Regions from separate parts of the Lactuca sativa genome. Here region 1 is linked to region 2. Evidence: chromatin contacts called from public Hi-C data. All regions are on one chromosome and are shown on one strand. The core of a region is the stretch at or near the end of the contact, and the rest is flanking DNA. Distances in the headings are between cores, read along the strand shown.

Region 1 (5,092 bases), core at 193-2,692, 170 kb after region 2:
GTGTTTAAATAGTTAAATTAAGTATAAAACAAATCAATTTTTTCCTATTTAAAATATAACTTTCAAATCCCTTACGTTGTTGGGTTTGGTTCTCACATCGTATCGACATAATATAATCCACCTCATCACAATCATTACACCATATCAACTCTACTCGAGAGAGGCGTGGTGTTCACTCATACGAAGAAATAAAGAATAACCAATTTTAGAAATGAGAGAGAAGTCACTCATGAAGGAGAGTTACGGGTGGGGTTTGATGTTGACTTTGAGTGATGGGTTACCACATAAGCATCATATGTGTGGCATGATATTCATATCGTTTAGCCTTAGGGATTTTCCAATTGTTAACATTTGAAATAATTTTACTTTTGTCATGTTATATTTATAGTAACCTTTAATAGTTAATATTTTAAAAAGCTTTTTTAGGAAACTAACTAATGTGTCTTATAGTTCTCACATGTTATATAAATTACCCTAATATAATTTTCCAATTTTTAAATCCACACTTTAAGTTATAAAACATAAAGTCAGTGGATATCAACATATTAATAAATAAGAAACTATTAAATAATATATTATGATGTTTTTATTATCTTTAGTATTTTTCTAACAATTAACTTTTTCATGATATATTTTTTTATGAGATATATTCAAACTATTTGTATATTTACATAAAAAGATTAAGTACTCAAAAATAAAATTTGAAAATATATTTAAATGATATTAAAATATATTTTATGAATATAGGGATTAAAATCGATAAAAACTAAAAAAAATAAAAATAAAAGACTAGAAAATACTAAATGCTTGGGATCATCTATTAAAATAGATATTTTAATTAATAAAAAAACTTTAAAGAAAAAACTATTTTTAAATAGAGTAAATTATTGAAATCGTCCCTGTGGTTTGGTCAAAATTGCATGTTTGATCCCTAACTTTTTCTTTGCATTCGGATCGTCCCTGTGATTTGATTTTGTTGCGTTTTTCGTCCTTATGGTTTGGTAAAAATTGCATGTTTGATCCCTAACTTTATGTATGTAATGGACGAAAAATGCAACAAAATCAAACCACAGGGACGAAAAACACAACAAAATCAAACCACAGGGACGATCTGAGTGCAAAAAAATAATTAGGGACCAAACGTGCGATTTTGATCAAACCATAAGGACGATTTCTGTAATTTACTCAATATCGTTTAGGTTATAGGTGTGTAAGCCATGACTTTATGGGGTTTAAAGTATAAAAACTCATTAGTGAAGTGCTATATTGAAAACTAAGACATAGTTTAGGGGTATATATGTAATTAATCCATGCCACGTAACCCCATAGAAAATAGAAAATAATAATATAATATTACCGCCACAAAGATATTTCTGTTAATAGAAAAAGAAATGGAGTAACAAGACATTGCCACATGGCTTTCAAGAATCTCTATAATTGGTTCTCCATGTTCCAAGTCTCCCTTTTGGATTGACTCACACTCCCACTTATCTCTCCACCACAACCGAACATGATCAATCCCCATTTAATTCAACACATCCATTCATAATTTCCCCAAAACTAGATATAACTCTGAAAAAATTACTTCTTGAAACCTGCTAAAAATGGCAAATTGCAATGTATTTTGCAGTTCAATCAACCCAACAGCAACACTCCACTCAAAAACCCACCTCCCAATTGAATTCCTCCACTCAATCCACTCCAAACACCACCAATTTAGAAGTGGGTCGTCGTCGTCGTCGTCGCTGTTCAAGAAACTCGGTGTTTCTTCAAACGTTAAAGCTGTACTGGCAGAATCGCCACCACAAGCGGCGGAGCGAGGTGGTGAGAAGAAGAAGAACGTAAGAGTATTGGTGGCGGGAGGTGGAATTGGCGGGTTGGTGTTTGCGTTAGCTGCAAAGAGAAAAGGGTTCGAAGTTGTGGTTTTTGAGAGAGATCTGAGTGCGATTAGAGGTGAAGGACAGTATCGAGGTCCGATTCAGATTCAGAGTAACGCTTTAGCTGCTTTAGAAGCAATTGATTTTGGTGTTGCTGATGAAGTTATGAAAGCTGGTTGCATCACTGGTCAACGAATTAACGGATTAGTTGACGGCGTTTCTGGTAATTGGTAAGCCTTTAACGATCTTCATTTCATTCGTATTTACATATCATATTACAACTGATTTCTGGATTCATTGATCGAATTATTGTAATTCGGAACTTGAAGTTTATAAAATTGATTACAATTTGTGAATTAGATAACTTATCGATCGCATTAATTGATATATAAAGCCGATTATCAGGTATTGCAAGTTTGATACTTTCACTCCTGCAGTAGAAAGGGGTCTTCCAGTTACTAGAGTTATAAGTCGAATGACATTACAAAAGATTCTAGCAGATGCTGTTGGGGAAGAAATTATATTAAATGGTAGCAATGTAGTCGACTTTGAGGACGATGGTGAAAAAGTAGAATCTTTAACCTTTTTTTTCTTTCAATTCTAACTATTTTCGGTATTTAGTTAATGGGTATTTTCGTAATTTCACGTGATATGCTCTAATTCAGGTTTCTGTGACACTTGAAAGTGGAGAACGTTTCGAAGGTGATCTTTTAGTTGGTGCTGATGGAATATGGTCAAAGGTACACAATAGTTAAATACCCGTTTTTTACTGATACTGATACTGATACTGATACTGATACTGATACTGATACTGATACTGATACTGATACTGATACTGATACTGATACTGATACTGATACTGATACTGATACTGATATAAATAGGTACGGAAGAATTTGTTTGGGCCAAAGGATGTGACATACTCGGGCTACACTTGTTACACTGGGATAGCTGATTTTATTCCCCCGGATATCGACACCGTTGGGTACAATTGTCTCCTTTTATTGTCTTTATGTTTTCATATTTATTTATTTATTGATTAATTTGTGTATTTTTGTTAGGTATCGGGTGTTCTTGGGGCACAAACAATACTTTGTTTCTTCTGATGTTGGGGGTGGAAAAATGCAATGGTATGCATTTCACAACGAACCAGCCGGCGGTTCCGATAAACCTAATGGTAATTTTTTTTTTCTCCGAAAATGGTTATATATAATATCTATTCAAAATAAATTTGGATTACATAAAATCGGTTAATTCAAGATTCAAACTTTTTCGCATGTATTAAACTCAAAAGTTGGATACTTGCATTAACGGTTAAAGGTTCGACGCTCAGCAGCCGCAGTGTAAGAGTTTCAGTTCCAATGTGGACTGGACTCTTTGTCAACAACCTAATGGGCCACTGTGTGTCAGATTTACATCTCTCATGGTCCTCTTGGTTCTGTGTGGGTCAGCTTAGGGGTTGCTGGTTGCCGGAAGAATAACCCTTTCGCAGAAATGATTAATTAACAACTTTATTGATAACCGTTTTAGGTAAAAAGGAGCGATTACTTGAAATCTTTGGAGGTTGGTGTGATAATGTGGTTGATTTGTTGCTTGCGACGGATGAAGAAGCGATTTTAAGGAGAGATATATTTGACCGTACCCCAAAGTTTACATGGGGAAGGGGTCGTGTCACCCTGCTTGGAGACTCGGTCCATGCAATGCAACCTAACTTGGGTCAAGGAGGTTGCATGGCAATTGAGGTAACATTATTTAACTTTAATGAATTAAAATTTAATTTAGGTATATTTCTTAGTTTAGTTTTTATTTCTTTTTTATTTAATGGACTTGATAGGATAGGTCTTAATCCAATAAGCTATATAAGCTTGTGTTTCTTTTTGACCTAATGCAACAGAAAGAACGACTTAACCGAGAAAGTTAGGGAAAACACATTTTCAATTTTCCCAAAGCTTGCCATCATTTTTTTTTCAATATTATTTTTAAAACATGTATCCATATAACACTTGTTTTATTTTTTATTTAAAAAAAAATAGGATAGTTATCAACTAGCCCTTGAGCTTGATAAAGCTTGGAGTCGAAGCATCGAGTCAGGAGCTCGTGTAGATATCGCCACTTCTCTAAGGAGGTAACAAATCTTTTAATCATTTTTTTTTTCTAATTTAAACTTGCTATCTATAAATATACTCAATCAAGAAAACTTAGTTCATATATTAACAATCTAAAAGAAATTCTCCCTTTTTTCGCCTTCTTTCATCTCTTTAGATATGAAGATGCAAGAAGACTACGTGTTGCAGTTATACATGGATTAGCAAGAATGGCTGCAATAATGGCATCAACTTACAAAGCTTACTTAGGCGTTGGACTTGGTCCACTATCAGTAAGATTTCAAAACACCAATCAAATTACACAAATACCCAAATCTAGAAACCAATTTTTTTTGTGTATAATATTTGTTTTTTTTTTAGTTTTTAACAAATTTCAGAATCCCACATCCGGGACGTGTTGGTGGACGATTTTTCATTACTATTGGAATGCCATTGATGCTTAGTTGGGTTCTTGGTGGAAATGGGTGAGTGACATATATAGAAATTAACTAGATTTCTTTATAAAAAAGGTCAAAAAACAAAATTTTTATATATATTTTCTTTTGTAGGGCAAATCTTGAAGGGAGACCCCAGCAGTGTAGACTCACTGATAAAGTAAGTTAACCCCTCCTTTGACTTTAAAAAAGTCAAACATGTGTTGGCTAAACTTATAATTGTTTGCTACTCTTTTACTTTTTTAATCTTAATTCCTTTTCAAATCCGTACTACTTATTATCCATTTTGATATTGTTATTAAGTTTTTGTCTAAAAGTTGGTTACTTCTGAATCAATTTCAAAAGCAAAAATACCTTGTTTGACTTTCAAAAGCCAAAGTATTACTACTAACACGAAAAGATGTTATGAAGGCAAATGATGAGCTTCAAAACTGGTTTAGAGATGATGATGCTATAGAACGCATTCTTGGTGGCGAGTGAGTAATCGTTCACATGAAATATGCTTTTTAAATCCAATATATTTTCTTTTAATTTTAATTTTTAAAATTTTTTGTGTTTGGTAGATGGTTTTTGCTTCCTGTTGGAAGTCAAAATGTGGGTTCTGACCCAATTTCATTAAGCCGTGATGAGAAAAAACCGTGTATAGTTGGGTAAGTTGATGAAAAATTACAAAATT
Region 2 (5,505 bases), core at 803-3,302:
TGAATTCTTGAAAAACCTCTTAAATTTCCAAGAATCTCTTGGAGCAACACTTTCCGACATTCTACTTCGCATTTCTTGAGCTTTCATTTGTGCATCTCTATGCTTGTTCAAGATCTTATCCATAGACGCCGACTTCTTCTTTTCCAATTTCATCTTTTTATTAAACAAACAAAAATAAAAGAAAAAAACCCACTTTTCAATTTTCATACTACCCAAATAAATAAATTAAAAATTTTAAATTTTAAATTTCATTCACACACCTCAAGTTTTCGAATCGATGCTTCCGCTTTCGCATTCTGTAAATTCTCCCACGCAGTAATTCTCGCTTCCTCTTTCTGCAGCCTAAAAATAAAAACTCTGTAATTAGTGTGTGTGTGTGTGAGAGAGAGAAAGAAAGATCGAGAGAAAGAGAGGGAGATACTTTGACAATTTCATTGCTCCTTCTGTGGTATTCCATGTCAAAGATAATTCATTATTACTCTCTTTTACCCTATTATTCTTCTTCACTTTCATCTTGTGTCTTTTTGATTTTTTTGTAATAGTGACTCCTTTATCCACCTGAACATCTCTGACTTCCGATCTTGAAGAATGGTGGCTGACGCCCTCCACAGGCGGCGGTGTATAGGTTTCCGGGCTGCTCACAGGGCTCATTTGTGTCGCCATATCTCTCCGTGACACAACTCGCGAAACACCATTTTCATCTATGTGTTTCAAGAATTCAATTAAAAACATCAAATAACATTCAATAAAAAGTCAAAAGATTGACGAAATTGTAGTTTTTGTACCTTGGGAATCAGGATATGGAGATCCAATTAACAATTCGGACCATCCAGGAATGTTAGGAGATTGAACAACTCCATGATGAAAAGGTAATGCATGATCAGGGACTAAAACCCCTGTTGTGAGAAAATTCTTGGAGCTTCCATTTTCAGGTAATAAAGCAGGTGAATAGTTTGAAAAGTAATTATGAACTCCACCAGGTGTTGTTGATGTTGTCGTTGTTCCACCTAACCCTAATGGGCCACTTTTCGCTTTGGGTCGTCTAGGTGGTGGAGCTGTAGTAGTAGAAGTAGTCGTCGTCGTCGTCTTGCAAACGCCAAAACCAGATACTGGACTTGTAATCCATCTTTCAGCATCATCCCATTTCGATGGAAGTGTTCTTCCACTATTGAATGGCATCAATGCTGCAGCACTGATATGTCTTCGGCTACTGTTGCTTGGTAACGCTACTCTCTCTGAATACCAACCCTTTTGAAAGCTTCCGACATTGTTATCCCCGTAATCTGGAGTCCCTGGGCTTGTGTAAGCACCGGAATGACGGAAGGAAGATGGATTCTTCGTTGTAGATCCTAATTGTGGTGAATAGCAGACCTGCATTGCATCCTCTGGTTCTTTCTACCTTCTACGAACTAGGGTTCTTCAATTTCTTCGGAAAAACCTGGAATTTTGAACTTGAGTTAGGATTAGATGATTGTACTCGATTGTTTAGATGTACATCTCGCATTTACAGAGAACAGTAAGCAACTAGGAAGAAAGGTATTGTATCGTATATTTGTATTTGCCTCTGTGGTCACCGATTTTTGTGGACCACTGTAACGCTCGTGAAGCTACAGATACTTCCAAGTGGAATTTCATATCATGAAAACGAAAACACGATAAAAAGAACGTTCTTTTACAGCTAGAAAAGGGGGAAACATTCAAAAAAAATACGAGGACATCATTCATCAATCGTCAGATGTTTACTTTACTTCAGTCAAACATGGTAGTTGTGATTGCACCTACTTCAGACTGAAACAATTTTAATAGAGATGAAGAGTATTACCTGAAACAAAAAGTCCTTGTTGTTAGTTTGATTGTTGGTGTGCAAGAAGATAAGATGTAGACAGGATTAGAAGAAGAATGGCGGATTTGGGGCACTGATATTATTGGTTTGAAGAAAAAGGAAGAAGCAGGGAAAGTGTTCGATGAAATGCCGAAAGGAAATGGGCGTGGAATAGATCGAAAGAGTCGCAGACAGGATCCATGTGACAATGCCCCTGAAGTACGGAAGGGGTCTGCCATACATTAATATTTGCAACACATTGGTTTATACGTCCTTATTATTATAATAAATATATTATTATTATTATTATTATTATTATTATTATTATTATGCTGCCATGTTTTCAATTGTGAATTAATTGTTTATGGTTCGTTGTTGACCGATTTACAAAACGTTAAGATACTGAAACTATAATTCTATTCGAATGATTTACAATGAGCACCTTTGAAAACAACTACGTTTTTGTTCTTACCCTTGTGATCATCGATGTCCAACAAGAAAACTTAACAAAAGATTAATTTATTTCAAGCTCTCAAATTATCTAAAATTATGGAAGAATTATATTTTAAAACTTATAACACCGACCAAAGATATCACGTATCTAATTAGTAATATAAATATCAAATTAGCCTGACATTATTTCATTTGCCTTTGTTTAAAGATGTATAATTATCCATTGTAATTATAGATAAAACTTCAACACATAACCGTAACTAATCAAGAAATCAAGAAAATCAATCATAGATGCTGGAATGTAAAACGGTCGGTGACTAAAAAATACATTGTACATTTATACGTTGGACGTGAATGCACAACATTATAACAAAAAATTCACTTTATTTTTTTAAGGGATTAATCGGTTAGAAGGAGATTAATCAAGAAATTAATCGGGGACCATTAATTGCTAATTTGTTGTATTTAAAAAAATTAAATATGACTAATATCATATAAAAGTTCATAAATACCACTAATATCATAACAAAATAGGTTATTATGATTAATAAAAGACTAATCATACCTTAAATAGTTTTTATTGAGATATAACTTTTTCGAAGTGTTAAAATTTCATCGAGTTCTACTGCTTCACTTATTGTGTATGCAAGGATTAATCTAATCGGTCGAGTAACGCCTAAGTTATATATATATATATATATATATATATATATATATATATATATATATATATATATATATATATATATATATATATATATATATATATATAGGGTTAGGATCAAATGTGAATTGCAAATATTGTATGATTGTATAACCAATTTTTATTTATTAGATCAAAACAATGAGTGGTTAAGATGATGATGACATGATGGTAATTAATTGAAAAAAAATTAATTGTTTTCATTTTTAAAAAAATCGAAAAGGGTAAATTAGACTATTCGGTTAATCACAAGTTATGGAAAGTAAGAATTTTAAGGGATATAATTTAAAATTAAAATTCAAAAAAATAAAATATTTTTTTTCATTTTAAATTAATAACGTATGACATTTAATAAACATCAACCATGTTGAATTTTTCTTAAAAAGTTTGTTAGTTTTCTTGCATTCTTTAAAAATATATATCTTTGAAAAAAAATAGCGTAGAATTCTTTAAAAATATGTGAATATAGTTTAATATATTCTTGAAGAATCTGCATTCTTTAAGAATATACTCATCCTTGAACATAATTAAATGAATTAACATCATCCATTAGTTTATATTCTTTGGGAATAACCGTTACCTTCGTTATGTTGGTTTATTTGTTGATTTTTCTTCGTTCATTTGGTTCATTTTACTGATTTCTCTGTGAACTTTATTGATTAGTTATATTCATATTCTTTAAGAATAACAGGTAAATCAAAATATCTCATTTTAATATTTTTATTTGAATCATATAAACGTTTATTTCTTCGAAAATGATTGTCACATCAAATATCTCATTTATATATACAATCGATTTGCATGTATGTAACACCATATTTTTTTTACAATTGAAGAATTCTTGAATAAGTCAATTGTTCTTGAAGAATACTTGAAGAATACGATTCTTGAAGAATTTATTCATTTGAAGATGTTTTTACCCTTTCGTTCTCTTTATTTTTTTCTGCTCCGTATGGGTTTGTAGTTAGTAGTGTTGGAATGTTGCTTGACGAGATGATAATAATGGCTGTTACACAAAAAGATGATTAACGGTTGTTGAATTAGTAATTCAATAAGCTCTAAACATAATTCGAAAATATAAAATAAGAGAGAAAACAAAAAAGCTATGATTTTCATTGGACCAGTACTCCTCAAATTGAATTTACTTGTACTCCTCAAATTGTGAATTTAATTTAAAACTAAAATGAAATAAAAATAGGTCTCAAATGGTGTTAGTGAATTTTGTCTATATACGATCACGTATCTTTTCTTAAATAGAGATTTAGGAAGCATGTCTCATTCTTCATTGAATGTTAAAAAAACAATAAACAAAAAAATTAATTATAAAAAACAGACAAGAATATGTTAATCGTGAAAACCAAAAAACCAATAAACATAAACGCCAAGAATCAATTGATTTATGAAGCAAGTAATCTAGAACCAATTACCGACAAAAAGGTATTAAACACAAATTAAATAACAAATATGAACAATTATTACTATTAAACATAAATATTTACCGGAAGAAAGAACGCGGCAGCACTCTATGATAGTTTTTATGTGTCTTGCTATTCCAACATTTTTTTCCACCATCAAAGTGTAATTTAAGAAAATTTATATGTGAATATTGGGGCACCTCTCTAGAACCCTAGAGCAAAATAAGATAGAAGAGCTAGAAACATCTATTGATCAATAGACACTGCATAGATTGAGGAGAAGTGACATGAAGATATTGCCGGCAAGTTTGTTTATAGAGATCATAATTATAGAGAACCATTACTGAGTTACCAAAATTATAGGGGATTTATAATATATAATATCTAATTTAATTAATTAAATTACAAAATTACCCCTATTAAATTATTGGTCAAGAATTAGCCATACATTCACACAATAATTAATGGTTATATATGATCCTAACTCTTTATATATATATATATATATATATATATATATATATATATATATATATATATGCTTAGGTTATTCTATTCAAACTAATTATTATGCGGGTATCGTATGCTATGAGAATTACTAAGAGAATAAGTTGTTTAGCAATGCGAATACGTTCAACCTTACAAAAATATCGTCATTTTCATGCATTCTCGTTAATTATTATTTATTTTTGTTCTCACACATCGTTTTTCACTTATTTTCATTCTGACAGAATACAACCCAATAAACCTTCTGACAGAAATGAGAATAATAATAATAAGTATATAATAACCTTATAGATGATTTAATTAGTGAGAATGTGTTAATGACAATAGTTATGTAAGATTGAACGTATTTATACGATCAAACAATATATTTTCATTATCATTCTCATAGCACACGATATCCGCATAATAATTAGTTAGAATATTTGAACTTAACTCACTCACTCACTCACACACTCTCTCTCTCTCTCTCTCTCTATATATATATATATATATATATATATATGAATGATCGCTAATCTAGATAATATCAAATTACATGCAAATTTGAACAAAAAATCACATTCATATGTGAATCTACATAAATTCACTTGATTTTTTACCATTTC

Evidence for each region. A called contact is a pair of places that touch in the nucleus more often than the background predicts.
Region 1: a contact with region 2 is called in a Hi-C map of bud, with 10 times the contacts expected there. The contact joins the promoter of LOC111885712 here to the promoter of LOC111885716 in region 2. A contact is called at or near these places in 4 of 4 Hi-C or Micro-C datasets (bud, leaf and seed).

The regions. Positions count from the first base shown.
Region 1 is chr3:144,631,808-144,636,899 of Lsat_Salinas_v11, forward strand. LOC111885712 (zeaxanthin epoxidase, chloroplastic) reads left to right here and starts at 1,443. Exons shown (of 16, transcript XM_023881956.3): 1 at 1,443-2,107; 2 at 2,283-2,445; 3 at 2,543-2,617; 4 at 2,762-2,862; 5 at 2,939-3,054; 6 at 3,408-3,619; 7 at 3,911-4,002; 8 at 4,140-4,254; 9 at 4,343-4,446; 10 at 4,531-4,576; 11 at 4,828-4,892; 12 at 4,980-5,066. The coding sequence starts at 1,605.
Region 2 is chr3:144,465,732-144,471,236 of Lsat_Salinas_v11, forward strand. LOC111885716 reads right to left here and starts at 2,053. Exons shown (of 5, transcript XM_023881960.3): 1 at 1,823-2,053; 2 at 786-1,438; 3 at 422-701; 4 at 261-342; 5 at 1-153. The coding sequence starts at 1,377.